Regions from separate parts of the Mus musculus genome. Here regions 1, 2 and 3 are each linked to region 4. A link is a contact called in public HiChIP or PLAC-seq data. All regions are on one chromosome and are shown on one strand. The core of a region is the stretch at or near the end of the contact, and the rest is flanking DNA. Distances in the headings are between cores, read along the strand shown. Region 1 holds the start of Fam25c (family with sequence similarity 25, member C). Region 2 holds the start of Sncg (synuclein, gamma). Region 3 overlaps Glud1 (glutamate dehydrogenase 1). Region 4 has its middle 12 kb from the start of Gprin2.

Region 1 (7,333 bases), core at 2,559-5,058, 160 kb after region 4:
TTACCACAACCGGCAGGTGTGTTGGATGCCTCCTACAGCAAAGGGAAGCTGGCAGTGTGCAGCATTTCCAGTAAAAAAAAAAAAAAAAAAAAAAAAAAATTTAGTCCTGGTGGCATTTGTCCATAGTCCCACACTCAGGATGGTGGCAAGCAAACAGAGCAAGAGTTCAAGGTAACTCAGCTACACAGCAAGTGAGTTCCAGACAACCAGTTCCACATAAGACCTTGTGTCCAAAACAAACATGACAAAAACCATTTTGCCTAGCGATTCCATCCAAACAGAGGTAAACTCAGGACTCTGTTCACGTTTCACACTCTTTATTGACCTTCAGGAAGGGCCAGCCATGCTGGTAGGCAGGCTCACTGTCCCAGTCTTCCCAGGCCTTCTGCCGCATGGGTAACAGCATCAGTGATGGTGTGGGTGACCTTCTCAGTGACCTCCTTCACCACCCTGTCTCCTGATTCTTGGGCTTTCTTTAGGGCGTCATTAATGGCTATTGGAGAAGAACAGAATAAAAAAGAAAGAAAATTGTGGGCTTCCAGCAGGAGAGCCCTGCCTGTGAGGTGAGGCCATCTTATGGGGTCAACCCTGCAACAGCACCTCCCCCCACACACAAAGGACAAAGTGCTTCCATCATTCTAACCCCCACCCCCACCCCCACCCCCACCCGCCAGCTTTCAAACCGTCTCTTAATATTTGAATGAGGCATCACTAACAGCTCATGGGTATACTGGCTACTCACACCTCTGGAAACTACAGGTTTGTATCCTTTGACTATTTTTATGTTGATGGCTACATTAGATTATTGTTTCTGTTATTTTCTCACAGTCTGTAGCCTTTCTTTTGACCTAACTTCCGGTTTGCTCTGCTTCTTGCATTCCCCCGCCCCCACCCCTCCTATGTAAAGTAATAAAGTTTCATATTGACAAACTTATCTAATATTTTCTTTATGACTACTGGGATGTTTTGGGGTTTGTTTTGTTTTTTGTTTTTTTAATCTCGGTGAAAAAGAGTTTCCCCTCTCTAAGATTGTATTAACATCTCTATGACACTGTTCCCAAAAGTCCATGTTGTAATCCTCCTCATGATCTTCCCATGAAGAGGTGGGAGGCGTGGCTCTGGTTAGCTTAGTGGGATGGGCAGGCGGAGCCTCGTGAGCAAGAGGGGCACCACCCGGGAGAGCAAGCTAGTTCTGCCACATGAGGACATGACAGAAAGGTACCATGCATGAGCCAGGAGGCAACTTCACCAGGCGCTCCTCTGCTGCCACTGGGGGTTCCAGACTTCAGGGCCCAGAGCAACACAGTTCTTTCTTTTCCTTATTTTGCCTCTTTGGTCTTGAGTGAGGGTCTCGCTCTATAGTTCAGGCTGGACTAATGCTTGCTATGTAACCCAAGCTAGCCTCAAGCTCACAATCTTCCTGCCTCATTCTCCCAGGTTCTGGGAGCCTAGGCAAGCTCCTCCACTGGCTACAGAAACAGCGAGTTCTGCTGTTTATGAGCCGATGAATTCCTGACATTTCATTCTAGCTGTTTAGCTTAAAGAATTACAGCCTAACTGTTTAATATATTCATATATTTAAGTGTAAGCCCTTCGTCCAGCTGGACTCCGCTGGTTGTAGAGAATGGAGGTAACATTTAGGTACACTGTTCTATTCATGGCGTAACACGTACAGAGTAAAGTTTTAAGTAAATACATATTTAAATACATGATTGCCATGACACTTTTTTGCGGTATTGTCTTCTTAACATTCGGCAGAGAAAACAGCCTGGATGGAGCCCTAACACAAGGTACAGCCTACAGATAATTGCATATGGGGAGAATGTACAGATAATTGCATCCCAGCTGAGAGGGTGCTACATCTGGGGCAGGGCTAGGTCTAGTTGAGCAAGAAAAGGATTAAGGCTAGCACAAGGGCTTCCTCCCTCCCTCCCTGGCTCCCTGCCTGCCTACTTCATTCTCTCCCTCCCTACTTCTGTTCCCATTCTGGGGACTCAACCACTTAGGTAAGTACTCTACTGTAGACCTACATGCAGCCCTCTGTCCTTTCCTTCCCCGCTTCTCTCCTTCTTACATGCTCCCATCTCCCATCTCCAAGCAACCTCAGCCTTACCCTTCTCTCCAACCTCCTTGGCGTGGCCCACCACCTCGCTCACCACCTCTTCCACTGCGTGAACTGGAAAGAGAGGACAAATTCAGAGTGAAGGTATATGTAAGCCCGCTTCCCTCATGATGGCCTGGGTGCCTCTAGACAATAAGACTCTGGCATGCTACCCCCAGTCATGACAGACAACTTAAAAGAACCCCTAGCTGCCTCTCTTCATAGCCCCTCAAGACCCCTGGCTGCTGGAGATGTACAAAGCCCTCCATGCCCCTCCCCTCAGCCAGGAAAGGCATGGATACCTAGAACAGCCAGCCTCTGCCAACTGGAGGCCTGAGCCAAAGTAGGTTTGATGGTCAATTAGTTAGCTAGCTAGCTAGTTTGTTAGCTAGGAAGAGCTGGCTGTCCTGCTTCAGCCACACCTGGACACCCTCAGAGAAGCTAAGCTCCTCAAGGCAGCCCTTCCTGGAAGAGGATACCCCTAATTACCTCCAGGTTCTGGGAGGTTTTGTGGGAGCTTGAACCCAAATTTCAGATCCAGAACTGCTTCTAATACCACCTTCCTCTGCTGTGTCCCTCACAACTAAGAAGGCTGAAGGAATAAGAAGTGTCAGGGGCTGGAGAAATGGCTCAGCAGTTAAGAGCACTGGCTGCTCTTTCCAGAAGTCCCGAGTTCAATTCCCTGCAACCACATGGTGGCTCACAACCATCTGTAATGGGATCTGATGCCGTCTTCTGATGTGCCTGAAGACAGCTACAGTGCACTCATATACATAAAATAAATAATCTTAAAAAAAAAAAAAACAGAAGAAGAAGAGGGTCAGATCCAGCTGCTGGGCTAAGAATGAAGTAAGTGCTGATGTGTCTGCTGCAGCCATGTCCAAAGAGACTGCCAACTTGACTCAGGTGTTTATCTGTGTCCTGAAGTAGGAGTCATACGACCATGTACCAGGAGGCCTTGGCCGGCAGAACCCTGTTCTAGGTTCTTGGAAGAAATGGAAACGTCCTTTTAGACTTTGAGCAGGATCAGCCTCCATGGTTTCATAATAAAAGAACCTTTGAAGCTTTAAAGCATGGTGAAAATGAAAATCCACCCTCCTAGATTTTTGCATAAACTGATCAAACTAGGCAGGAGTTTTGTTTCGTTTTGCTTTAGGGTTCTTGCAAAAATCCAGGACCTTGCATAGACAAATGTTCCACCACCGAGCTACAACCTCAGGCCCTGAAATAAGCAATACTGACATAAAAGGCACTCTAGGCTTCCAGAAAGAAGGACCCAAGCCACCGGTTCCTGCTGGCCTCCTGGATCCCACCCCCACCCCCCACCCCTGGGGTTGGCCTCCTCCTGACCTCCAAGCAAGTTCAGCCTGGGTCATGAAGCAAATCCCTAGTGGGAAGGCTGTGACTCTTTTCTGAGCAACTACCCCAGCCTCTGTGCCTCTGACTTTGCTATCTCCTGGTGGGGCCAGCAGGTCAAGTTTCCTGATGGCCCTTAGCCTACCCAAACACCCTTGCCTGCCTGCTGGAATCAGCTCTCAACAGACCCAGAGGGAGGAGTCTGCTGCCAACTTCTGGGCAGATAGAAAGCCCAGGCCCTTACCTGCTCCCTCAGTGGCTTTCTCTGTGCGGTGGGCCAGGCCCTCGGCCGCCAGCTTCCCCAGGCCTCCCAGCATCGTATGGCAGCAGACAGTGACAGGTAAAGCTTGCTCCTCAGACTGGAAGAGCGTGCTTTTTATATATGCCTACCACAGCCTGCCAGGCTCCAGGGCACCAAGCCCTTACCTAGCCAGTAGTAGGCTGAGCAGATGAGTCAGGTCAGAGCCTGGGTGGGGCTACCCCAGTACTGTGCACAAGCCTTCTTTCAATGAGCCCCCACCCACTACCCCCTCTTCAAGGACCCTGTGAAGCAGAGATAAAAGGCAGAACCAGAGAGGTCATCTCTGAACAGGTCTGGTCTCCAGGGCAAGGAGCTCAAATGTTCTTCGAGAAGATAGCACTTGGGAACAATAGTTCTGCCAGGTCCTAGCTGGGATCTAGGCTCTCTAAATCTGGGCACTGCTGTGTGCATGATGTCAAGACCTCTGGGGTGCCTGTCAAGAGTCCTGTCTGTGGCCTAGTCAGCCTTCTAAAGCCTAGCACCAAAGCACCCCTGAGGCCAGACACAAGTGGTCCCATTGCCAAGGACCCTGCCCCAGCAGAACAGCCAAGTAGTCGCCCCTAGACAGGGGGCTCAGAGTGTTGCCTGACCGTCTGGAGGGCACAGCATTGACCCATGTGGTCATCCTGGCTCAGTCAGCTGATTTTCTCTCATCTTAGCTCCCGGGTTACCCAGGACTGGGGCAGCCAGCACATGGGGACATGCTGGCCGCTTTGTACCCTGGGGCGGGGGGGGGCAGCTTCTAGGGAAATCTGTGAGTTTAACCGTAGCCACTTCACTTCCCATATCCTAGACAATGAGGCAGAAGACCCCATCGCCACTTGTCTTAACTAGAATTCCCCCTAGGAGCAGTTCTACAGTTTCCTGGTGTGTCGGATACAGAGGGTCAGGGTGCCTCCCTCATTACTCAGGATAGGCAGAGATTCCTCAAGCCACATTCCACATATTACCTCCCTTAATCACTAGTTCAAACAAAGCCTCAGTTTCTCCATCTATAAAATGGGATAGCTATGTCTTCCTGGCTGTGTCATTGATAGTCAGTGGGTCAAGTACACAGGTTCTTGCAAATACCTGTTCCCTCCTGCTCATCCAAGAAATTCCTCTAGACAGTAGGCCCTGCTCACTACGGCAGGGGACCAAGGCGCAGCTGGGATGTTAGACCCCTTGATGCTAAAGAGATGAGGGATATGGACTCCATTGACCTAGGGCCAGGGCCAGAAGGTCATCCAATGTCCCTATTTACATAATCTAGACTATGGCTAACATCTCTTCCCTGTTGAAGCCTCTCTCATCCCTCAAACCTGCCCTGCTAGGTATGACACGACTTAATTAGTGTTTACCAGACGAAGGGCCCTCATAGCCCATGCCCTTTAGAGCTGAGGTCCTCCCACATTCCTGTGTGGTATTGGTAGACCCGGACTGTGATTAAAGGGTGCTATGGGCAGCAGGACCTCCGGTCACATAGCCAAGCCCCATCCATATCATTGCTATCTCCTTGGGGCAGACGTGGACAGACAGGTGACTTGGAAGAGCCCTTCTTAAGAAATAGAAGGCAGGGAAAATGATTACTCAGTGGGCAGAGCACTTGCCACATAAGCCTAAGGGCCTGAGTTCAAATCCCCAGGATCTGCATAAAGCCGGCTCCAGTATGGAGTGTCCATAATCCTACAACTAGTCCAGGAAGATGGGAGGCAGAGGCGGGAGAACCACAGGATGCTTGTGGACTGTCTAGCCTGGTATGTACAGTGGGGAAAAATATGAGACTCAGTCCCAAACAAGGTGGCCGGTGAGGGCTGATACCCTATGTTGTCCTCTGACCACACATATGTCACAGCACACACATGCCTGTTGCAGTCATACACACAATGTACATATACACAAAGACCTTTTTAAAAGAGAGAAAAGAACACAAATATGTGATTTTTGCTACTCGTACAACTGGAGATATATGCGTGTGTGTGTGTGTGTGTGTGTGTGTGTATACATACATACTCTCATGGCTGCAAAAATGACCATGAAACTAAGGTCCCTGGAACTCAAGTAAGTCCAGTCCTCCCTACTTTCCTCACTCAAGACAAAGTTCCAGAGTATTCCTTCCACTTGGGGTGTTAGGCTGGGAAAGGAGTGTACTGATGGGGGGTGCTTCAAAATGCATGGAGATAGTTTTGGAACCATCAAAGGCCCTGTTTCCATTGAGAGTGCATGTGACCCCTACTCTCATAAGGGTCCTCTCTTGCTATTCCCCTGCCAGCTTTAGAATGGCCTCTGGACCCCTCCCTATAAACCCTTCGTTGTTCTCAGCTTGGCTCTCCTCTCTGAAGCTCACTAGCCCCAACAGACCCTTGTCAAAAGTCAGCCCACACAGCCCAAGGTGCTGTTCCTTCCCCCTGCCCTTCAGGCCCTGCTGCCCAGGAACACTGCCCTTCCTAGGACAGCGTCTCTGGGTGAGCACTCCAGTGATGTCACTCGACTACCCTTTGCCCAGACACACACACCCCCAAATGTCAGGAAAAGTCGAGGGACTAGGAGAGACCAAACCATCCAGAGATGGACTTAGGTCCCTGACCCCATGGCTCTGGCCCTGGTCCAGTCTTACTGGTCATTCAACTCCAACTGTGACCTGTTCCCTGGTCTCCCAAGCCACCCCGAGTGTCCTGAGAGGTCTTCTGTGCTCCTCTAGACTCCTGAGAATGGATCCCTTTCTAGCCAAAGATTCTCCTAACCATGACAGATTCTGTGTCACGGGGTAGCTTTCCTCACCTGCTTGAGACTGAAGATACCTCAGGTGGGAGAGTCTGCCCTCCATTGCCCCATCTTGGAAGACACTCCAGGGGAGCAACCCTTGAACACAGACACCCAGGCAAACCTATCCTGAGCCAGCAGGCCAAGTCTAGTCTTCCCTGGGTCAGAGAGAATCTGGCTTTAACAGGAGTGAACCAATTTTCCAAGCAGAATTTGCTCAGCAACCCAGTCTGGCAAAGGACCTGCTGGCTGAATCATCAAGTCGAGGAAAGCTGATTTTTTAAATACCGATTGCCAACTTAGCAAACACCAGTGCTCTTTTTAAAATATTTACTCTGGGTGGCTAAATACAGAGACTGCTGTCTCATGTCTGTCTAAAACATCCAAAGGGTGGTCGTCCATCCTGCCTCCGCTGCCTCATACTTCAGCTCGCAGATCTGAGTTTTTGTACTGTATACTGTACCCACAAATCCTGCACATGCTGAGTCCTCCCAGTCATAGCAGAGCCTTGTTCATCCAGACTCTCATAGACCTGGCTTGTGGGTCACCAGAGGAAGCTACACCCAACAGGCTGTGTCATCTTACACATATTCAGGCTATCAGCAAGATTCCTGGTGGAAACCAGAGAGCTCAGAAAGGGACCATTCACAGGGGCAAACAATAACAGACAGTGGGACACTAATCATCAGGAATTATAGCAACTATTATCTCTCTAGATATCTCGGGGGGACATAAGATCCCTGCCTCCTGGAGCTGTGGCTGTGGAAGAGTCAAGGGACAGAAGCTGCCGCCATCATCCCAGAAACATGGACACATCTAAACCATCCACAATG
Region 2 (6,263 bases), core at 3,041-5,540, 180 kb after region 4:
GTGCTGGCGCTGGCAGTAGCGTGTGTGGACTTGTGGCACTGGGCTAGGGACAGAGAACTTGGGCAACCTGCAGGGCACTCTAGGCAGGGCATTCAGTGTGCCAGGTTGAGACAGGGTCCAAGGCAGAGGGGTGTCCCTTGAGCCTCTGTGGTTGGCTGGCAGCCTTCTAGTCTTCTCCACTCTTGGCCTGGCAGAGAAGAGAGGGCAGGAAGAAGAGGGGGAGGGCAGGAGGGAGGGAGGAAGGGAAGGAAGGAGGGAGGGAAAGAGACTTGCACCCATTTCCAGGCCCACAATTCTCCTTGACCACCTGGAAATGGTCACTCATGGAGCGGTCAGGCACTCGGGTCCCTGACTGCCCTACCCACGGCACTGTGGGAAGCTGTGGAAGGTCTCCCAGGACCAAGAAATGAAAGCAGGGCCTCTCTGGCTCAGGTCTCTATGGCAGAACTTTCTGGTGCACCCTGGGAACCCCTCTTACCTCTTCATTCTCCTCTTGCTCTTTGGCTTCTTGGTCCTGTGCAGGGGGTTCCAAGTCCTCCTACAGGGGAGCAAAGGAGACACAAGGCTATGGGAAGAGACACGGGCCCTCAGTTGCCATAGCAGGGTCTCCCCTGTCAGGTCTCACAGATGAACAGAGGCCTTCCATCATGTTTCTGTGCTTAGAGGGTCTGGAGGTGCCAGATACCCTCCAAGCCAGGCATCATCTCCTGCAAGCACATCCCAAGTCATGGGCACCTGGCCCCTACAGACTTAGGCTCCTTAAGCGAGGAAGCCTGGAGTGTGTGCAGTAAGGAGAGACCCTTGAGTCACACAAACCCCTCCCTCAGGCTGTATGAGCATCGAATGCCATCACTGTTCACAGAGATCCTGAGGATAGGGGTCAGGGCCTAGATACTATTGCATGGCTTCAGAGTTCAAAGTATCAGGGCTTCAGGTCCCTCTCAGGTACTCAGGAGTGTGGGTCACTCTTCCGGCCTTCCGGATGGACTCTTGGCTCAGGCCTGTCTTCCATCTCCACAGCATTTCCTTCACGGTCATGACGGCAGTGGGTTTGGAACTAGACTGATGGTCAGTCTAGAGTCTGTTCTCAGAACGTATCTGTGTTAACTTGGGGTTAGGGTATGATGTCACAACTAGTTCATGGGTCAACAGAAAATGGCAAAGCCCCAAGGGCTCAGTAGCATCTTCTAGGTTAGCAAGGGTAGCCTGAACTTGCTCCCAGGATCCTTCTTGCCAGTGGCTTGGGAGTAAGCTTCCTGGGATGACTGCTGTGCTGGGAACAGTGGTAATGATGATGACAGGTGCTGTCTTAATTAGGGTTTTACTGCTGTGAACAGACACCATGACCAAGGCACTTCTTATAAGGACAGCATTTAATTGGGGCTGGCTTAATGGTTCAAAGGTTCAATCCATTAGCATCAAGGTGGGAGCATGGCAGCATCCAGGCAGGCATGGAGCAGGAGGAACTGAGAGTTCTACGTCTTCATTTGAAGGCCACGCTAGGAGAAGGCTTCCAGGCAGCTAGGGCAAAGGTCTTAAAGCCCAGGCCTACAAGGCCACACCCACTCCAACAAGGCCACACCCACTCCAACAAGGCCACACCCCCTAATAGTGCAGCTCCTTGGGCCAAGCATAAACAGACCATCACAGGCACTAACCATGTGCCTGGCAGAATTGCATCCTAGTATCACTTCTCTGCCTCCTCCCAAAGCCCTAAGGTGTAGCATTTCAGATGAGGAAATGGGTATAATCCAGAGAGGATCTTCTCAAAGTCACACAGCCTGCAGAGGTGCACCTACACACTCCAGTGACAGGAGACCCTGTGCTGGCCCTGGAAGCAGGTGTTTGGGGTGAGTGACCCCTCCCCTTTCTCCTGCTCCTTACAGTAGTCTTCTGTGGCATTGGCTGTGTGGGAAGCCTAGGGCTGCACCATTGGGGTTGCCTGCTGTAGTGTGTGTGGCTGACCATAACAGGTCTTTGGAATTAGCTTCCTTCCCAACCTCCATTCTGGAATCCCCATTCATGCACAGTCCATACTCAGTCTTTCAAGGGTGTAGCTCAGAAACTGGCCACTCACGGAACCTACGTGCTGGCAGAGACCAGCCATGTGACCGTGGTGCATCATATCACCTAATCTCTCTAGGCCCTTCCTTCCATATCTGGTTTGGTGGAATTTGGGGCCCCATTAAATAGGTTAGTAAGTGTAAAAGACTTAAAGCAGAGCTTACTCTTTGGCAAGTGCGGAGACAGCTCCTACTTCTGGCATCTATCCCCAGAGAGCCTGATGCCCCTGTTTTATCCACTGCCTGCCACATGCGTACATACACATGCGCATCCATTCACACATGCATTCCACGCATATGCGTTCACACACATCTCTACCCTACCAATAATGCACATACAACCCACATGTTCACACAAAGACCTCAGCAGAGGGTGGAGTCGGAGCCCTGCCACTTGCCCACCACAAGTGGGCAGTGTTGCCATTACTGCTTCCTTGGGAGGTGGAAGCTAGACCCTGGGATGAGGGAGGGTTGGATAAAAGATAAAAGGTAGCTCTGGTGGTGGCTTTCAGCTTTAGCCTGTCACCATACACTGCCCTTGTGATATGTATTTCCTGCATGCCAAGGGGATGGGGCTGGCCATGGTCTGCATGTCGCTTTCCTTGTGCATAAAATGAATCCCAAGTCCCCACTCTTGGAGTGTGATGGGGATTCCTGATATGAACAGGTACAGAGATACCAAGTCGCCCCAGCACACAGTGGGTACTGTCTGTAAAGTTAAGCAGTGTCTAGTGCTATTTACCCGTGTGTTCACGAGGGCAGAATTGCCTCCTATTGCTGGGGAGCCTAGAAAAAGGACATGAACCAGGCTTACCTTGCGCACCACCCCGGTGGTGACCACGATGTTTTCAGCCTCCTCCACGGTCTTGTTGGCCACTGTGTTGACGCTGCTGACCACAGCTTCACTCACGGCATTGGCCTGCTCCTTGGTCTTCTCAGCCACTGCAGAGGATTCTGGTTGGACTCAGCCCTGGCCCCCTCCACTGCTGCCTACCCAAGCTGAGGAGAGCAACCCCTTCCCAGAGCCCAGATGCCTGATGCCTGACTTCTAGTTACTTCGATCCCTTTGTCTGACTCTAGGGCAGAACAATGTGATGGTCTATCTTCAGGGCATGTAGTGGTTTGGGTCACCAAGGGCTTAGGGCTCCAGTTGGTACAAAGAGGACTTCAGGTATGGACCCTGGATATAGGGCAGGATTTGTGGGGTCCCCAGTTCTGGGTCATCTTACCTGAGGTGACACTTTGTACCACGTTCTCCTTGGTTTTGGTGCCTATTGGAGGAAGAGGTGTACAAGCGGTCAGGGCAAACAGCTGGACACAATGTGGGGGCCAGGAGGGGATGAGGATGGCGTCTGGGGACAGTAGCCCCTTCAAAAGGCCATTTCCTGCTGTGTCTGAAGGACAGAGGACAGACGGGAAGGAGACAGGACAGGAAGAGGGGACAAAATAGACCAGGCCTGAGGTACTGTTACTGGTAGGGCTATGGCCCTTGCATGGGCGTGGCCCCGGCCTCAGAAGCAGCAGCTGAACAGGGCAGAGAAAGCTGAGTCACAGGATTAGCCACCCCTGTCCCCTCTTTAGAAAGAGCCCAGAATGCTGGGGGTGGGTTGAACACTAAATGGGACCCATTTTCACAGACTACCCTTCCCCTCTAAGCCAGGAGTGGCCTGGCTCAGATGCAGCAACTCCCATTGGAGAAAGCGGGGTCCACCTGAGCAGATCATTACCTCAGGGTCTCCAGGTTAGGAGACTCCAGGCATGTGTGTGCATGCTTTTGAGTGCCCACACGTAGGTGTGGCACTCCGGTCCTGTCCCACTCAGAGTCCCTTCCCCCAGAGTATCAAAGACAATTAGATACTACCATATTCTCCAGGGTGTGCGACCCTGCCTCAACAATCAGAATTTCATCTCAAAACGCTTTCTAGAAGCTGGGGGAATCTGCAGAGGGAGGCATCTGCCCTCCATTAGGGACCCCTCCACCCTGCCCCGCCCCGCCCCGCCCCACCTACCACACTCACCCACATACATAACCCCCTCCTTGGTCTTCTCAGCTGCCTCCGTTACTCCCTGCTTGGTCTTTTCTACAGCACCCACAACACCTTCCTTGGCAATGGAGAAGCCTTTCTTGAAGACGTCCATGGTGTTTGCAAGGATGGAACCTGGCTGCTGCAAGCTATGGACTGGAGTGCTGCCGCAGCCGCTGTCTCTGCTGCTACTGCCTCTTATTGACGCAGATGAAATATTGATGCTGTGGCTGCTGGCTGGAGCCCAGCCAGCCCGGGCCAGGGTGGGGGCAGGGAGGGCGGGCCAGAGAGAAGGCATGCCTCACGGGGATACCAGCGAGCAGGGCCCGGGCCCCTACTGGCTCTATTCTGCCCTGCTGACTCTTGTTGGCCCTGGGGGAGGGAGAGCGTGTTGGAGGCTGGACATATCCTAATCTATCATTACACCTCATTCATCCTTGGAAAGCCCTGGTGGTCTCGTGCCCTGGCTCTTATATGCAGAAGAAAAGTGCCTTGACTGATGATGCCTCAGTGTCCCAGGCTGGGCCGGGGTCAGGGCCAATCCAATGAATGGCCAACCTGCAGGCTGCCCTGTTATCCAGTTCCCCACTGTATCCTGGATGCTCTTGAGCCTGGAGCTCTAGCCAAACCTGTTGGAAGGCTGAGGCCAGAAACACCCAAAGCTGCTCCCCATGCCCTAGACTGGGCTGCCCGCTGTGTGATTCTAGCATAGTCCCTTTCCTTCTCTGAGTTCCCACCCACCTGCTAGTTCCCATAGCCCAAGGTGCCGAGCAGGTGTGATGTGCCCGTTCCCCACTTCCTGGCCAACAGTATGGGTGGCACCAGATCTCCTCCAGGCCCACGACAGAGTCCTGGAGAAATAAGTTTAATGGGGCCACCTTTATGTGTCTACCAAATCCCGTGTCCCTGATTCAAGTGCCCTCAGGACACAGGAATTGACCTGAGTGGTTGGAGGCCTCCAAGGGGGCCAGGCTGGAAGGGGCGGGGGCGGGGGCGGATGAGACTTGCCGGGTGGGCCGGACCAGGCCACTTCCTCCCTTTGTTGTCCTCGTGTTTTCTTTTCTTTCTGACATTTCGCTTGAAGACCACATCACCAGCAAATTTGAGAGTCACTTGTAAGGCTGAGCATCAGCACAGGAGCCCCTCACCATGATCCCGACACTGCTGCTGGGCTTTGGGGTGTACCTGAGCTGGGGACTGCTAGGGTCCTGGGCACAGGACCCCGGTACCAAGTTCTCCCATCTCAATAGGCCCGGCATGCCTGAAGGCTGGAGACTAGGGGCTGAGGATACCAGCAGAGACCCCATCAGACGGTAAGGAAATCCTGCCCTTGTCGGAGATCGGGAGATGATGTCTGAGCCCCAGATACACATCTGAGGAATGGGCTGATGTGTGGCTATCTCTATAGCTAAGGGATGCTAGTTTCCTGGATCTGGTACTCCAGGCCCCAGGCTGGGGATGGCAGGGTGATTCCTGCTTGACCTATAGCAGGGGCTTTGGGTGGGGCTGCAACAGGTAACACAGCTCCCACTAGTGGCATGGGACTCAGAGGGTTGGGTGTTCTAGATGATTCCAGGTGATGGGGCTATCGCTCCTGCTCTTCAAAGGAGCTCAGCTCTGAAACCTGAGCCTCTGTAAGGCTGGCCCAGCCTAAGCCCTAGGGGACAGCAGCTCACAGGGAAGGCATTTGGATCTAAGTGCCCAGAGTACCAGGCCAGGATTACTAAACAGAGCAAGGGTTCCTCAGTCCCCAGAGCTCATGGAGGCAGGGAATCCTAGAGCAATTTCACGAAGCCTCCTGCACGGACAGGGTGCAGTGAGACCCCAGGCAAGGTTTTCCGACATCGCCTTTATGCTTAGAGGTGCCAGGACTCTAGGTCTGTCCCTCAGGGTTTGGAGTCTCATGTCTCGACATGTTCAAGGTGGCACGCAGATGCCACTTCCTGGGATAGCCTCTGGGGCTCCACTTTTCAGGTATTCTCCCCATTCCTCTCCCCTAGCAGCCTGATTCACAGTGGCGGGGCCTGAGGCTCACAGTGCTTGAGTCATCTACCCTGGGTCACAGGCACAGAGAGCTGGACCCTTGCTTTCATACCTAACTCTCAGAGTGGAAACTGTCGGATCTGTAGGGTAAACGGCCAACATCCCCCTCCTACCCCTACCACCCCCCCGCCCC
Region 3 (6,650 bases), core at 67-2,566, 130 kb after region 4:
TTTTAGTCTCTATCTGTAAACAGCTGAGTAAAATGGCAAGTGCTTAATTGTTTACTAAATGGGTTAAGCTCCTTGCTGCTATCTGGAATCTAAGAACACTGGGAAAAGGCTTTAGCTATGTTAGAATACAATCTTAAAAGGCATTTACTATAAGGTGATGCTTAATAGAGTGCACGTGAATCTATACACTAGATTAATGTGGTGGAAATTTGAATATAATGGGTTAGGGTAAGAGATGCCATAACTCTGGGAGGAAAATTTCCCTGGACTCTTATCCTCGTAAAACAGCTTCCAGGCTTTTCGCCTGACAAACCGATCCAAACTGGAGAGTTGGCTTTCGCCAGAATATCCAGGAGGAGAGTCCTAGAAATTCATTTCTCATGAGCAGCTTTTTGGCATTTCTGCCTCACAAGCTGACTCCACCAGAGTCCGTGACATACATCTAAATTTTTTAATTTTTAAAAGTTTTGATCTTAAGTTTTGTGCCCAGCATGATGGCACACACTTTTAATCCAAGCACTCAGGTGGCAGAGGCAGGCAGATCTCTGAGTTCAAGGATAGCTTGATCTACATAGTAAGTTCCAGAATAGCTAGGGCTACCAGAGAAGTCCTGTCTTGGAAAACTAAAAATTAAAACATGAATAAGATTTTGATCTTAAGTTTTAATACCAAGGTTTTATTCTAGCAACAAACAACTTATCTAGTAAAAATCATGTTTATTCTGTTAGTTCCAAGTTAGTTAAAACTGGTTGCTACAGTAGTTAGTTGTGTGGTTTCATTCTCTGAAATTCACCATTTGATGACTCCTTGAACACACTGTCACCCATACTTGGGTGTCTTGTTTATCTCTGTAACCCTTTCAAGAAGCCCACACCCACGCACTTGGATATATATGTCTTCTCTTTTTTAACTGCTGCTCTCTTAACCCTTATGCCTATATTAAGCATCTGTGTTAAACCCCAACTCTGTCTCCCTTTTTGCATGTGATCTTGTTTTGTTTTTGAGATAGGGATTCACGACCTAACCCAGATTGACCTCATTCTCAGCTGTCCTCCTGAGACTTAGGGTTACAGGCACAGCCGCCACACCCATGTTAAAACTTTACATTTAAATGAAAGTATAGGATGACCCATGGAGTCTGCCCTAGGGTTTTACTGCTATGAAGAGACACCTTGACCCCAGCAGCTTTTATAAAGGAAGACATTTAATTGGGCTAGCTAACAGTTTCAGTGGTTTAGTCCATTGTCAACATGGCAGGAAGCATGGCAGCATGCAGGCAGACATGGTGCTGCAGAAGAAGCTGAGGTCTACATCCTGATTCACAGTCAGCAAGAGACTGCCACACTAGGCCCAGCTTGAGCATAGAAAACTTCAAACCCCGCCTCCACAGTGACACACTTCCTCCAACAAGGCCACACCTCCGTAATAGTGCCATTCCCTATGGGCCAAGCATTCAAACACATGAGTCTATAGGGGCCATCCCTATTGAAACCACCTCAGGATCCATATAGTTATAACTGTTTTGTGTGAGTGTATGAGAGAGAACGACAGAAACCGAAAAGAGGGGGGATTGAGGATGTTATTACTTTGAAGCCCTGGCTGACCTGGTACTTGTGTGTGTGTGTGTGTGTGTGTGTGTGTGTGTGTGTACTCACCCTAGGATGGCTTCTTTTACCTCCTAGGTACTGGGATTGCAGGACGCACTGTCATGTTCTGCATTATGCACACACACATACACATTTTAGACAAAGTTTCCCTTTATAGCCTATACCTATATAGCCTTATTTGTTTCCACATTCTTTTGCCTCGGTATTCCCAGTGATGGAGTTACAAACACCACGTCTGGCAGGTGTAGGTGGATCTCTAAGTTCATAGCCAGTCTAGACTAGATAGCAAGTTCAAGGCCAGCCAGTAAGACTCCCTCAGTCATGCCTTCTCTGAACCAAGACTCTAGTCCTCACATGCTAGGCAGATGCTCTCCCGTTGAGCTGTATCTCCCCAACCCTCTCTTTACTTTTTATACTGAGACAGGGCTTCACGGGGTTGCCTTGAATTCTCTGTAGTCCAAGCAGGCCTTTTGAAATCTTTTTTATTTTATTATTTTTTTTAACCAGGCAGTGGTGGTACATGCCTTTAATCCCAGGATTTAGGAAGCTGAGGTAGGCAGATCTCTGAGTTCCAGGACAGTCAGGACTAGAAAGAGAAACTCTGTCTCAAAAAACAAACAAAGAAAAGAAAGGAAGAAAAATCATTTTTCTGAGATACATAGTGAATTCCAGGTCTGCCTAGTCTGCTACATAGTAAAACCATGGCTCAAAAAAGTAACTAGACAGGGCCTAGCAAACACAGAAGTGGATGCTCACAGTCAGCTATTGGATGGATCACAGGGCCCCCAATGGAGGAGCTAGAGAAAGTACCCAAGGAGCTAAAGGGATCTGCAACCCTATAGGTGGAACAACATTATGAACTAACCAGTACCCCGGAGCTCTTGACTCTAGCTGTATATGTATCAAAAGATGGCTTAGTCGGCCATCACTGGAAAGAGAGGCCCATTGGACTTGCAAACTTTATATGCCCCAGTACAGGGGAATGCCAGGGCCAAAAAGTGGGAGTGGGTGGGTAGGGGAGTTGGGGGGAGGGTATGGGGGACTTTTGGGAAAGCATTGGAAATGTAAATGAGGAAAATACCTAAGAAAAAAGAAAAAAAAAAGTAACTAAAAGTGCCTGCTCCACAAGTGGTACTGGGAGTGTCTTTCCAGCCGGGGAGGTGAGGGAAGGGGGTGGCGCAGGCCTTTAATCCCAGCACTTGGGAGGCAGAGGCAGGCGGATTTCTGAGTTCCAGGCTAGCCTGGTCTACAGAGTGAGTTCCAGGACAGCCAGGGCTATACAGAGAAACCCTGTCTCAAAAAGCAAACAAACAAAAAATCCTCTTTCCATTTGATCTTTATATCAAAAATGTGTTTCTCTGTGTGTTTGTTTGTTTCTCTCTGTAGGATAATGAATTAGAAAAAATTACACGGAGGTTCACTATGGAGCTGGCCAAGAAGGGTTTTATTGGTATGTATTGCCCTATGTATTTCTGTATAGAGTGAAACACCTACTAAGTAATGATCTTGAAGAAACTCCTGCTTTTATAAACCTTAGGTATAGTTGTCCTTTTCCTTCTAGAAACCAGGTTTTATTATAGATCTCATAGACACAGCTTAGCTTGTTTTTAACAAGTTCAGGTTCTCGCTGCAGTGTGGAACAAGGACACTAAGGAGAGATCTTTCCTGCCTTGTTCACACCCTTTTCTGAAGCATGGAAAGGGATGTGACTACTAAATACTGGATTTATAACAGTATTTTTAAGATGTGAGAAATCTGATGTCATTTAGAAGCTAGTGGTTTTAATGTGTATTAGCTGTTCCTTTACCTCACTGGAGGTGGCGGTGAGGCTGATGTCATCAACTCGCTACTCCATTCTCCTTCAATCTCTGAGGAGTGCTCGGGTCAGTTAGAGGAGCTTTTGTGAGCGTGCTCCATTTCTAAGGATACTTCACCTGCTTGATATTCTTATTGCCTAGTATCTGTGTTAATAAGTTCTTTGTGAGATAGGAATATTTCTTGTGATGTGTACTTGTTTACTCTTCAGTTTCTAAGTAGTTTTGTCTTAATAGTTCTTGGTCTACAGGCTCTGGTTAACTTAAATAAGTAAGGTTACTCAGTAGAATGTTAAAGGGAGACTGGCTGGGATGGGGTTGGGCACAGCATCCTCTTAACTCTGCTTTCCTATGCCTGAGAGTTCCCTCCGTGTTCCCTCCACAAGTGACAAGCTCCTATGCAATTAAGCTGCATATTGAAACTTGTTCTGTTGTTAGGAAGTAAGGTATAAAATAAATGAATGAATACAGGAGTGAGTATAGGAAAAGCTCGACTGTTATAAGATTTTGTCTGAAGTCCTTAGGGTTCTTGACATGCTTCATATGATCACTACTATGGATTTTACATGTGCCGCATTGCCCAGAGACAGTCTGCCATCAGAAGTTAATGAGCACCTCACTCTTGCCTACAGGGGTGCTTTCTGATTTCAAGATGGTGAATTCACATTCCAGCCTGGTGATGCCTTTGTGGTTATTTGAATTGCATGTTTGCTTTTAGCCTAAAATCTTAGTTATATTTTACCCTTGAGTTTTTCAGATTTCATGCAGTCATATTTATTGCCATATTTTCATACGTTTTTTCCAGCGTAGTTGTAAGTCTTGAAAGTTCCAAAAGTGACTCACTGGAACTCTGAAGGACAGTCTGAGTAATTTGGCCCCTTTGCTTGTAGAAGGCAAATGAAAGCTTATCTCTTGTCTTCTCACTTCCCTTTCTACAGGGTTCACCATCAGACTTGAGTCTGAATTCTTACCGTTAGCCCTGGGAGTTTAGGGTCAGATATGGGTGGAGTGGGATAGAGGAGGAAAAGTCAGATTTTGATAGGAATTGTGTTGAATATAGAGGCCATGGGGGGGGGCATATTTACCAAATTAAGCCTTCTAACCCATAAACATGGGCATCTTTGTGCTTATAGGGCTTATTTTCTTCATACTTCTCAATACTAGAAACAACTACAGAGTCCTTTTGATGCTATTGTAAGGGATAATGATATATTAGGGGGTTATTTTTGAGTTTTGTTAGCATACTTAGTAATTTCTATAATCAAACCCATATGGGCAAGATGTTGCATATTTAATACAGTGTGTTGTCCCTATACAAAAGGAAATAAATGAACTTTAACATTTGTAGGCCAGCATGGCTATTGTTTCTTACAGTATCAACTTAAACTTAGATATTGCTTTTTCCCTTTACAATTATTCTGTGTCCAGACTTGGCAATAAAGTAATACCAGCCTCACAGAACAAATTGAAAACTACTCCCTCTTCAGATTCTTGGAAAAGCCTAGAAATGTTTGTGTGTATGTGAGTGAGTATGTGTGTGTGTATGTATGTATGTGTGTGTGTGTGGTACCTATCAACTGTAACTTTGCCCTGCAGGTTTCTCATGTTCCTTTGTCTCCATACACCAGAACTACCCTGACCTCAACCCCTCCCTTATGTGCATGTCCTGTTAGAATTCTGTAGTGCAGAGATTACTTGTAATCTGTACATCCTTTGGGAACATAGTAGGAGATCAGTCTTACCCTTAGCCTGATCCTGTGGGAACATAGTAGGAGATCAGTCTTACCCTTAGCCTGTCAGGCTAATTTTTCATTGATTTCCCCTTGCTTCCCTTGTTGAACTTGTGAAATGCAAGCTTATCAGCCAACAGTCACGTCTTTGTGGTTTTTATTATGTCTTTTTGATTGACAAACTGCTTACCTCAGACTTACCAGTTCATATTTATTGTTTTGAAGCAGGTAATGTTACTCCATAGATATTTCTAAACAGGTCTTATAGCAATTTGTCCTTAGCTTAGGAAATAAATATGTATTGTAAATTGGCAAAATTGTGCTAACCTGTAGCCCAAGCATATCACTTTGAGAAATAGAAAGTTTGCAAACCAGACAAGTAGACTCTTTCATCAGTGGATGAGGCTAGAAAGCCTTTCCTTCAGATCAGGGTTCTATATGGAAATCAGGGTTGTGGAGGTTAACCATTCTGAGAGTGAAAGATGCCTAAAATACAGAGACAAGGGTGTGGAGAGACAGACTTACTGGGGCCATAAAACATGAACCTGACTTAAAGGTTTATAGAAAATTATAATGCAAAATTGCAGGAACATAGTAAACAAGTTATTGATACCTATCTTACTCTAACTGTATACATGTATGTAAATATATATATAGAGAGAGAAAGAGGGACAGAGACATGTATGTGCAAAGAGTAGAAAGGAGAGGAAAAAGGGTATAGAGTTTTGTGACTATAGAGTGAGAACATGTGACTATATGAAACCTGCCTTTTTCCACATAGTGAATTTGATGATAATTCCAAGTCATTAAATCAATATTTTTAATGGCTATTTAGTACTTCTTTGTGTAGCTATGCCAAGTCTTACTTACTAGCATCTTTGTTAGTAATTGTCTTTTATCTTTCGGTTTTGAGAGCATTCTACGTAGTTTTCCCTTTACAGTGGAGTGAGCTTCACTGCACGCATTGCCCAGTAAGTTCACCATACCCAGCGGTGTTAGAAGCAACACAGTTACCATTATTACTCAGGAGCCATTGTTATTCTCAGCCTTGCTTTGTAGTTTGCTGTGCTCTGGAGAACTAAATGCTGCACCTGACGGGCACTGGCTAATAGTCAGAAGTGCTCCATGAGGGAAAGTGCCACACCTGCTTCAGCAGTGTCACCTCCTCATCCCTTCCTACTTAGTGAGAAGACCTCAGCCAACAGGGAGCTAACTCTTCCTGCCTGTCTATCAGTGACCAGGATGGTCCTGTTATAGTGCTCAAATGATACATTATCTCTGATTACAGTTCAGGACACTGAAGTCTGAGAGGTCAAACTTTTGCTGGCATCATACCCTGAAGGCCAAGGAGTAACTTGAATCTATTGTCTGTAGTAACTTCCAGATACAGCTGAGTAAATTCTAACAGAAGAAGTAGTGACATAACATTGTGTGTACAAGTTTCATAGAAAAGAGACATTTAATGAATATTTTTATAACTTCAGTTTGTTATACCAAAA
Region 4 (7,049 bases), core at 3,128-5,627:
AAAAATCTTTTTGAAACGTTACTCTACAGACAGTCTCACACATACCCATAAAATTCTGTACACACTGAGACTCACTTGTTAATGCTCCCAGCTGTATAATAACCAGGAATAAAAAGATGAGTAAACCTCTCGTACTCTGCTAGCGAGAATACAAATCTGGGCAGCTGCTGTGAGAGAGAGGTTTGAGTTTGGCATTTCCTCCAACCAAGCTGGACTTTTATTGCATCTCTTTGATGATGTCTGTAGACGTTTGATTTCTACAGTTCAAACACACAGCAAACAAGACGGCCTTCGGCAGGACTGATACTCTCTGGCACATCCATATAATGGGATACAGCTTTTAGGGAGTACAGAGTTTATGATAAAGGTTATAGATGACATGGACAGACAGACAGACAGAGAGGCAACAGCCATGGTGGAGGCTCCAAGAGGAGCTCAGTCCCAACACAAGGGACAGGCAGCATGGCCCGGACTCTGAAACAAGGAATCAGAGCCCACATGGCAAAAGAGAGTTTGCTTCTGAGGACAGGAAGGTGTCACAGCACAAGCCACAGCCGACTCGATGCACAGCACAAGCTGTGGGCCACGGTGAGGAGCAGGAAGTGTGGCCATCCGGTACCCCTGTGTGTGAGCTCAGTTCCCAGGTGAGAGAGCCTGACACTAGGAAGTCCTTTACTCACAGGTAACATCTCAGTAGGGAGACAATCAATACTTGTGAGAGGGAGGAGCTGTCACAAGGTGGTCTCCAAGCTGCTGAGCCCAGGGGAAGCTCAACTCCACCTCACTAGGTGAGAGAAGCCAGTCTGAAAAGGATCAATATCACATGAGCCCCAAGAGATGACCCTCTGAAAAGGTCAAAACCACAGATGTCATAAAGAGTCCACTAGTTTGGCCAGGCCAGAAGACACGAGATCAACATTATATTCTATTATCTCCTCCTTTTAAGAGTTAACACAACTGGACCTGTCAATCACCTGGCCAGGGCCCACCCCCACCCTGCTAACTTCCCTTTCCAGCTTTGGTTTACCTGAAGACATGCTACGGGGAGGGGAAGACTAAAGTCATCCTTTTAATGAGATGATGTACTTGTCTCTCCCAGAAGCCCCTCCCTCAGTGCAGATGCCTGCCGAATGTTTATTACACGGCAACTGTAGAACCTGCTTACATTTCTGAGTTAATCATAAGAACATAACTTGTTCTTTTTCTCCTATTTCTTTTGCTTTCAGATGCTAGACAAGGCCTAGGTGTGAGTTCCCAGACACTCTGGGCTTTCTCCCTCTTTCTCCGAAGCTGTTCCTCCTGCATCCACTGTTACTCTGCCAGGTGACTGCTTACTGACCCTCAACATGCTGGCCTAAGTCAACCACTGTGAGCATCTCTCCTCCTCTTCTCCATCTCCCTCCACCTGGCAACCTCTCAAGACTTATAGTTTGCCTGCCATTTTCCCCTTCTCGAAAAGCCTAGTAAAACTGGCTTTGTACCATTTTTTTTTTAATTATTTTATGAACCAGCCTAAGAACCCAATTTTCAGTCGTTCAGATGCATATGTGAAGATCTTCCTGTGGCAGCTCTGGATACACTCATGATGCCTCGAAGTGCAGCAGCTATCATGTGACCATGAGGTCAGCCCTCACTAAGCCCCTAAAGATGGCAGAGCAGATATCTGGAAAGAACTTGACTCTTTGATCTCCTTGTTGAGCCATAGAATCAACCCTGGAACCAGAGACCTCCTGAATTCTTTAGCGGGAAGGGAACATTCTAACCGTCCAGGTAGCTTTCAGTTCACGATTCAGTTACTCGAAGTCAAGAGATCCTAAGACAGCACCTGAGATGCCGTGTGACCTGGAGTGACAAGGGGAATGCTTGTCTGGACAGTCACCCTGCCCCTCATGTAGGCAGAGAAGCCAGGGTGCCAGCTCACATTCACTTCCCATTCGTTCCCATGCACACCCTCAGCCCCTCCCTCTAAAACCCCTCTGTAAGAAACAGGTTCTCTCCAGTCCCTCTCCAGGCTCCCAGTATGCGCTGATCCCCAGCCAGCCTCGTCCTCCACGTAGAGATGCTGCCTCCCCACAAGGAGCTTCATGCCCACCCGGTCTGTCTCTTCTAGTCACCACCAAAGGGGGCTCACCTTCACGTCTAGCCTACCAGTATTCTCTGGTCTCTTCTGTCAAACATGCCTGGAATGGGGACAGTCCTGACGATCCACACCTTTTCCTCAGGCCTGGGAAGACTTTCTTCCGTAAGATAGGCAAGCACATTTGAGGCGTGAAATGTTGAAGGTTGAGCCAAAGGCCTACATAGCCACATGGGCTAGGTGGGAGGGGCAAGGTTCCCATTCCGACTCTCACACAGTCCATCTGGAGAATGCGTGTTGTCCGATCTCCCCCAGCAGGCCGTGGGCTACTGCACTGGCTCTGCCTTCTCTAGCTTTGTCGTCTCTGGATCCTCTACCCATGCTCCAGATTGGACCGGAGTCCCCCAGGAAGGGAGTAAGTGTTCGAAACGGATGTCGCAGTGAAATGACTGTCTACCCAGATGGGCCTTCCACCAGCCATGGGAGCTTCACTCCCCAGGGTGAATACTTCCCTACTCCCACTAGAGGCTCCACCCACTAAGTGGGTCTAATGCTGTGCCCCACCTTCCCAGTAGAGGGCGTCTGGCCACCCTTCTGGTGGTTTGGAGCAGCTGCAGCTTTGGCTGGAAAGTCAACCTCTACCCTTCACTTGATCTTAGCCAAAAGGCCACCTCTACTCTTAAGTCCTAGTTCCAGAGCAGGAGAGAACTAAGGGGACTCAAGACCCTGGACCTGGTAATCAGGCAGTGGCTAAGAAACAACTGTGCAAGCATGCCAAAAGACTTTGTAATTAAGACAAGCACTGTTTTAATGTAACATCTTAGAACCAGAATTCATGGAAATATGAACAGTAAAACATCTCCAATAAAGCAGGATGTCCTTGCTGACTTGTGCCTGCCTCAGCAATGCTCAGCACTATTCCTAGGCCAGTGACTTGCGACCACATTCCTATTCCTGCCCTGCCCAGAGGAGAGTCCACCTCCCCATGCACTGTGAGTTTAGGAATGGAAACTCACACAAGAGACCTATCCCCTCCTCCAGTATCGCCAACTCTACAGTAAGAAAACCAGAAACTCTCCCAAAGTAACACATCCAGGACGCTTACATACAAAATGTCATCCATGGCCACTGTCCTCCCAGACCCTTGTTTAAAACTGAGCAAAGAAAAGAGGGGACAGGACTGCACAGCCACTGTGGGGGAGGGCTGCCAAGGAGGCAGGACAAGAGGTACGGAGTGAGAAGACACATATGGAAACTTCAAGCCCTACAGAGGCTCCTTGCTTCAGAACTAGGAGGCAGATGTGGGCAGCTGGTATCAAAATCAGAAATCTCCTGACCCAGTCTCTAGTCCTGACTAACTGGATAGGAGCCCAGTTCCGCACAGGAAAGGCACAAAGGTAGGATGGTGTGCTTGTACTCACCCTACAAGGAGGCTCAAACCACACCCAAACCTAATGACAAGCCAAGCAAGATTCTGAACATATGAAAGAAGATAAGATGCATTATAAGCCAGAAAGTGTGCCCCCCAAACCTAGGACTCTGGGATGCCCTTCTTTCTGACCTCAGTCTTTGAGGCCACCCAGCAGGACCACGGACAACTTCTGATTCTTCAGAAATCCAGCAGAGCGACCCCAGTGAGATCTACCTGTCTAAGGATCTGCCCAGAAGCTGTTTTGCAAACTTGGCCTTTTAGTGTGTGTCCAAAGAAAAACAAAATAGGTGGGACAGGGTCTAGGCACTCAAAAATCAAGGACTCGGAGACCCAGACTAAGCCATGGCCTAAGGGAAATACCCCCAGGCCGTGGGAAGAGAAAGCCTCCGGTTTGGAGTGATAGGACCAAGGCCAGACAGGCCCCTGACATAAACTGAAGGAGGCTCCAGGGACAAGGATATTGGGACAGTGGCGAGACAACATATTCTAGGGACAAGAGAAATTGAGACAGAAAACATAAAGATGCTGGAGAAAGAACATCTATGGGAGAGTGTAGAAGGCCAGTTTGCTCTTGGGTGCACAGACATGATGGGGGAAAAAAAGGCACTGTAGGTCTTTTTCCAGAAAGATGCTGTGAAGTGAAAAGTCCCCAGCCAGGACAGACTGGGCAAGTCTGTGGGCACCTTAAAACTGAACACTCCCCACAGCCCAAACTTCAGTTCCTCAATTCATCTCCCTTCTTAATAAAGGGAGCCCAGGAAAGATGGGCTGCAGGATATGTTTGAAGAGCTCATGTTACAGGGCCCAGACCTCCCTCCTTGCTGCACTGACTCTGGCTATCTGCAAAGGAGAGGGTGGCCCATGACTCAGCACGAATTCTGCAGAGTCACCGCTCAAGGACAGAAAAGGTGACACGACATGTACCCAGCTCTTGCAGTAAGAGTCTGACGCCCATCGGCCTCGGTTTTTAGCATCTTCACCTTTCCCTGGCGCTCTTAGCTCTTTGTGTGTGACCACAGCACCCACACCAACCCCATGCTCCCCCAAGCCTACAGGTCAGCAGGGTCCCCAGGGCTTTCTAGGAATTCCCTCCAAAACAAGTGGGTAAAGTGTAGGATGTTTCTGAGGAGGTCCTTTCTAAAGGACAGACATTAAAGAGGTTCCTTTCTGACCCTCAAGATCACCTTCCAGGAAACTAGCAGGTTAGGGACTGTGCTAGAACAGCAGCCTTAGGGGATCGAGGCTAAGCAGGTGCTATGCCCAGGCCAAAGGTAGAGCTGGTCTCTGTTCCCCCTAGGATGAGAAGACAGAATAAGCAAATCTTTTTGTTTTTAATTCACTTTACATCCCACTCACAGTCCCCTCTCTCCTATCAGTCCCACCCTTACAAATCCCTCTCCCATTGCCCCCTCCCCTTCTCCGCAGAGAGGGGGATGCCCCCTTGGGTACCGCTTAGCTTACTGATCTCAAGCATCTAGAACAGTGTGTCAATCAGAAGCAGCTAAGATGGGGAAGGGACACTGGGCAGTGGAGTGAATCCTGTTAGACCATACCAGCCTCCATCTATTCTGAAGAAGAGGGTCCTGGGACTTGGTTTAGGTGATGCTGATTTTAACAAATTTGCCACAAATGACTCCCCCCAGTGATGTGGTGTGCACTGTGGGGGAGGAGCTGGGGGCTCATGATGACACTAGAATAATCCAGAGTCCCACTTCAGATTCCACAGGGGCCCTGCCCTGCCTGACAAGTTGGATGAGAACTCATGAAGGACTAGCCATAGCTTCAGATGACAAAACTGGGCCAGGCCAAATGACAAACGAGAAGGAGTTCAGCATGGACAGAGGCCAAGCTTCACCTTTAATCAAGATCACTAGTGTGGCAGAATTGCTTCTAAACAGTATCCAGAGGAAAAGGCCTGGGCAGTGTGTGGACCACAGGCCATATGGACTAGGTGATGGGCAGATGCAGGCACAAATGCATCTGCCTGTGGGTACACAGCACTCCCTTTGGGACAGATCCTAGGGCTCACTACAGAAGCCTACCCCCAAGGACCTGGAGCTTCCAAGCCTGCACACTCAAGAGCATGAGAGCCTGGGGCCTGCTGTCCACCCCGGGAAAGCCCGAACTCTGCTGTAGAGCCTCGACTGGCCCCAAGTCACATCCTTGATTGGTTTCTGTCCTTCCCTACCTCATTCTCCTCACCTCAGAGGACTGGTAGGGAGGGGATCTCCTCCTCTGCTTGGCTCTAGGAGCAATGGTTTCAGAGGTTCCCAGCCAGAAGGCACGTGTCCTATTCAGGGCACAAAACTGGGCCTGGATGAGGCTCTGAAGAAGGAACTTTAAGGGAATGCCATGTGGACTGTGGTGGCAGCCACATCCCCCACCCCCACCCCCTGGCCATGAAACACTGGGCAACACGGCCAGCACTAAGTTTTACGTGGGTTATGAAACTTCATTCTCACAAGCCAAAGCTAAAATATGGCTTCAATCCCATTTCAGAGCTGAAGAAGTTGCAGGTCTTCAGGGCTGGTGTCTAGCCCAAGACTTTATGAACACCAATGTGAATTCAGAATTCAATTCCCAGCTCTAGACACATAGGCTATGGTGGCCCTCCCCAAGCCCAAAGCATGGGGAGGGTCCAGTTCAGCTACTGTCAATTATCTAACACGTCCAGGGGTCAGAGATAAAACCAGGTGACATCTAAGGGGGTAGAGGACTCTTCCCTCTTCAGCACTGTGACTGCCAGTAGGTAAAGAGCCTGCATTTGAAGTAGTTCCCTAAGACGGTGATGGCAGCCTAGAATATACACAAGGGATATACTCCTGTGTGTTGCCTACAGAAAGGCAGTCTCGGGGGTGCTAAGCTTCAGGAAGCCAGGCTTCATCTGTCCTAAACCCAAGATGCTCGAAAGGAGAACGAGTAGACAGAAGGGGGTGGTCCCAGAAGACAGAGGGAAAAACCTGCCAGGACACGGAGCCCTTGGACTCTAGGGTTCATGCCTCAGAGGACAGAATTTACCAGATCAAAGGAAGCAAGACTAGCCATGCCCAATGCCCCCTTTCTGCCATGGCCTGTCAAAGCTCTAATCTCTCAACTTGTATTTAATTTTTATTCAAAATAAGACAAACATATACAGTGAGATCCATCACCTCCAAACGGGATCCCCAAATGTCCAGCCAGAGATCTAGATCAGAAATCTATAAGACAGTCAATGACCTTGTTCAACCCCTGGCCAGAGCACAGGCACTTGCCTTGGGTCACACAACTATTCAGACATGCCATGTCTGTAAGGAGTGTGCTTGACGCCTGGGAAAGGCATAGTACCAGTAAGACTACCCTACTATGAGGCTTCTTGCCTGGAGCCAGCCTATCTTGCCTTCTTTCTTTGATCCACTGACATGCCATTTCTGCTCCAAGCCAAAGGCCTCTGTTACAGTTTCCCTACCTCCTCTGCAGCAGCAGGACCTTGCTGACAGGGCAGATAAGCCACCTTTCAGTCCCTGTGGTCCCGGAAGCGCTCCCCTTACACAGCCTATTAGA

What was found. HiChIP or PLAC-seq counts read pairs in DNA pulled down with a chosen protein or histone mark.
Region 1: a contact with region 4 is called in an H3K27ac HiChIP or PLAC-seq map of embryonic stem cells, with 13 read pairs. The contact joins the promoter of Fam25c here to the enhancer-like site in region 4. A contact is called at or near these places in 4 of 39 promoter capture datasets (the SN4741 cell line, liver, maxillary cranial neural crest and 1 more), 5 of 484 Hi-C or Micro-C datasets (erythroid progenitors, granulosa cells, liver and 2 more), 3 of 115 datasets of contacts at active chromatin or transcription factors (all in embryonic stem cells) and 2 of 9 other capture datasets (adipose tissue and liver).
Region 2: an H3K27ac HiChIP or PLAC-seq map of embryonic stem cells shows a contact between it and region 4, with 6 read pairs. The contact joins the promoter of Sncg here to the enhancer-like site in region 4. A contact is called at or near these places in 3 of 39 promoter capture datasets (the SN4741 cell line, maxillary cranial neural crest and pre-B cells), 5 of 484 Hi-C or Micro-C datasets (embryonic stem cells, granulosa cells, liver and 1 more), 4 of 115 datasets of contacts at active chromatin or transcription factors (all in embryonic stem cells) and 2 of 9 other capture datasets (liver and pancreatic islet).
Region 3: a contact with region 4 is called in an H3K27ac HiChIP or PLAC-seq map of embryonic stem cells, with 6 read pairs. The contact joins two enhancer-like sites. A contact is called at or near these places in 1 of 484 Hi-C or Micro-C datasets (the G1E-ER4 cell line), 3 of 115 datasets of contacts at active chromatin or transcription factors (all in embryonic stem cells) and 2 of 9 other capture datasets (liver and pancreatic islet).

Annotation. Positions count from the first base shown.
Region 1 is chr14:34,351,585-34,358,917 of GRCm38.p6, forward strand. It overlaps Fam25c (family with sequence similarity 25, member C), which reads right to left and starts at 3,809. Exons shown (of 3, transcript NM_183278.2): 1 at 3,702-3,809; 2 at 2,114-2,176; 3 at 298-493. The coding sequence starts at 3,774. The coding sequence ends at 360.
Region 2 is chr14:34,370,379-34,376,641 of GRCm38.p6, forward strand. It overlaps Sncg (synuclein, gamma), which reads right to left and starts at 4,291. Exons shown (of 5, transcript NM_011430.3): 1 at 4,082-4,291; 2 at 3,293-3,334; 3 at 2,878-3,005; 4 at 479-538; 5 at 1-187. The coding sequence starts at 4,202. The coding sequence ends at 167. Mmrn2 (multimerin 2) reads left to right here and starts at 5,126. Exons shown (of 7, transcript NM_153127.3): 1 at 5,126-5,400. The coding sequence starts at 5,237.
Region 3 is chr14:34,322,520-34,329,169 of GRCm38.p6, forward strand. Glud1 (glutamate dehydrogenase 1) reads left to right here. Exons shown (of 13, transcript NM_008133.4): 4 at 2,994-3,057. Among named protein-coding and RNA genes, the nearest start is that of Glud1, 15 kb to the left of the region's middle. Within about 2 kb of position 1,317, at least 6 of the 459 cell types and tissues checked have an H3K27ac peak or open chromatin away from gene starts, as enhancers often do. A contact at or near this core is called in embryonic stem cells, where this site is marked.
Region 4 is chr14:34,186,189-34,193,237 of GRCm38.p6, forward strand. It overlaps a transcript of Gprin2 not described here. Among named protein-coding and RNA genes, the nearest start is that of Gprin2, 12 kb to the right of the region's middle. Within about 2 kb of position 4,378, at least 18 of the 459 cell types and tissues checked have an H3K27ac peak or open chromatin away from gene starts, as enhancers often do. A contact at or near this core is called in embryonic stem cells, where this site is marked.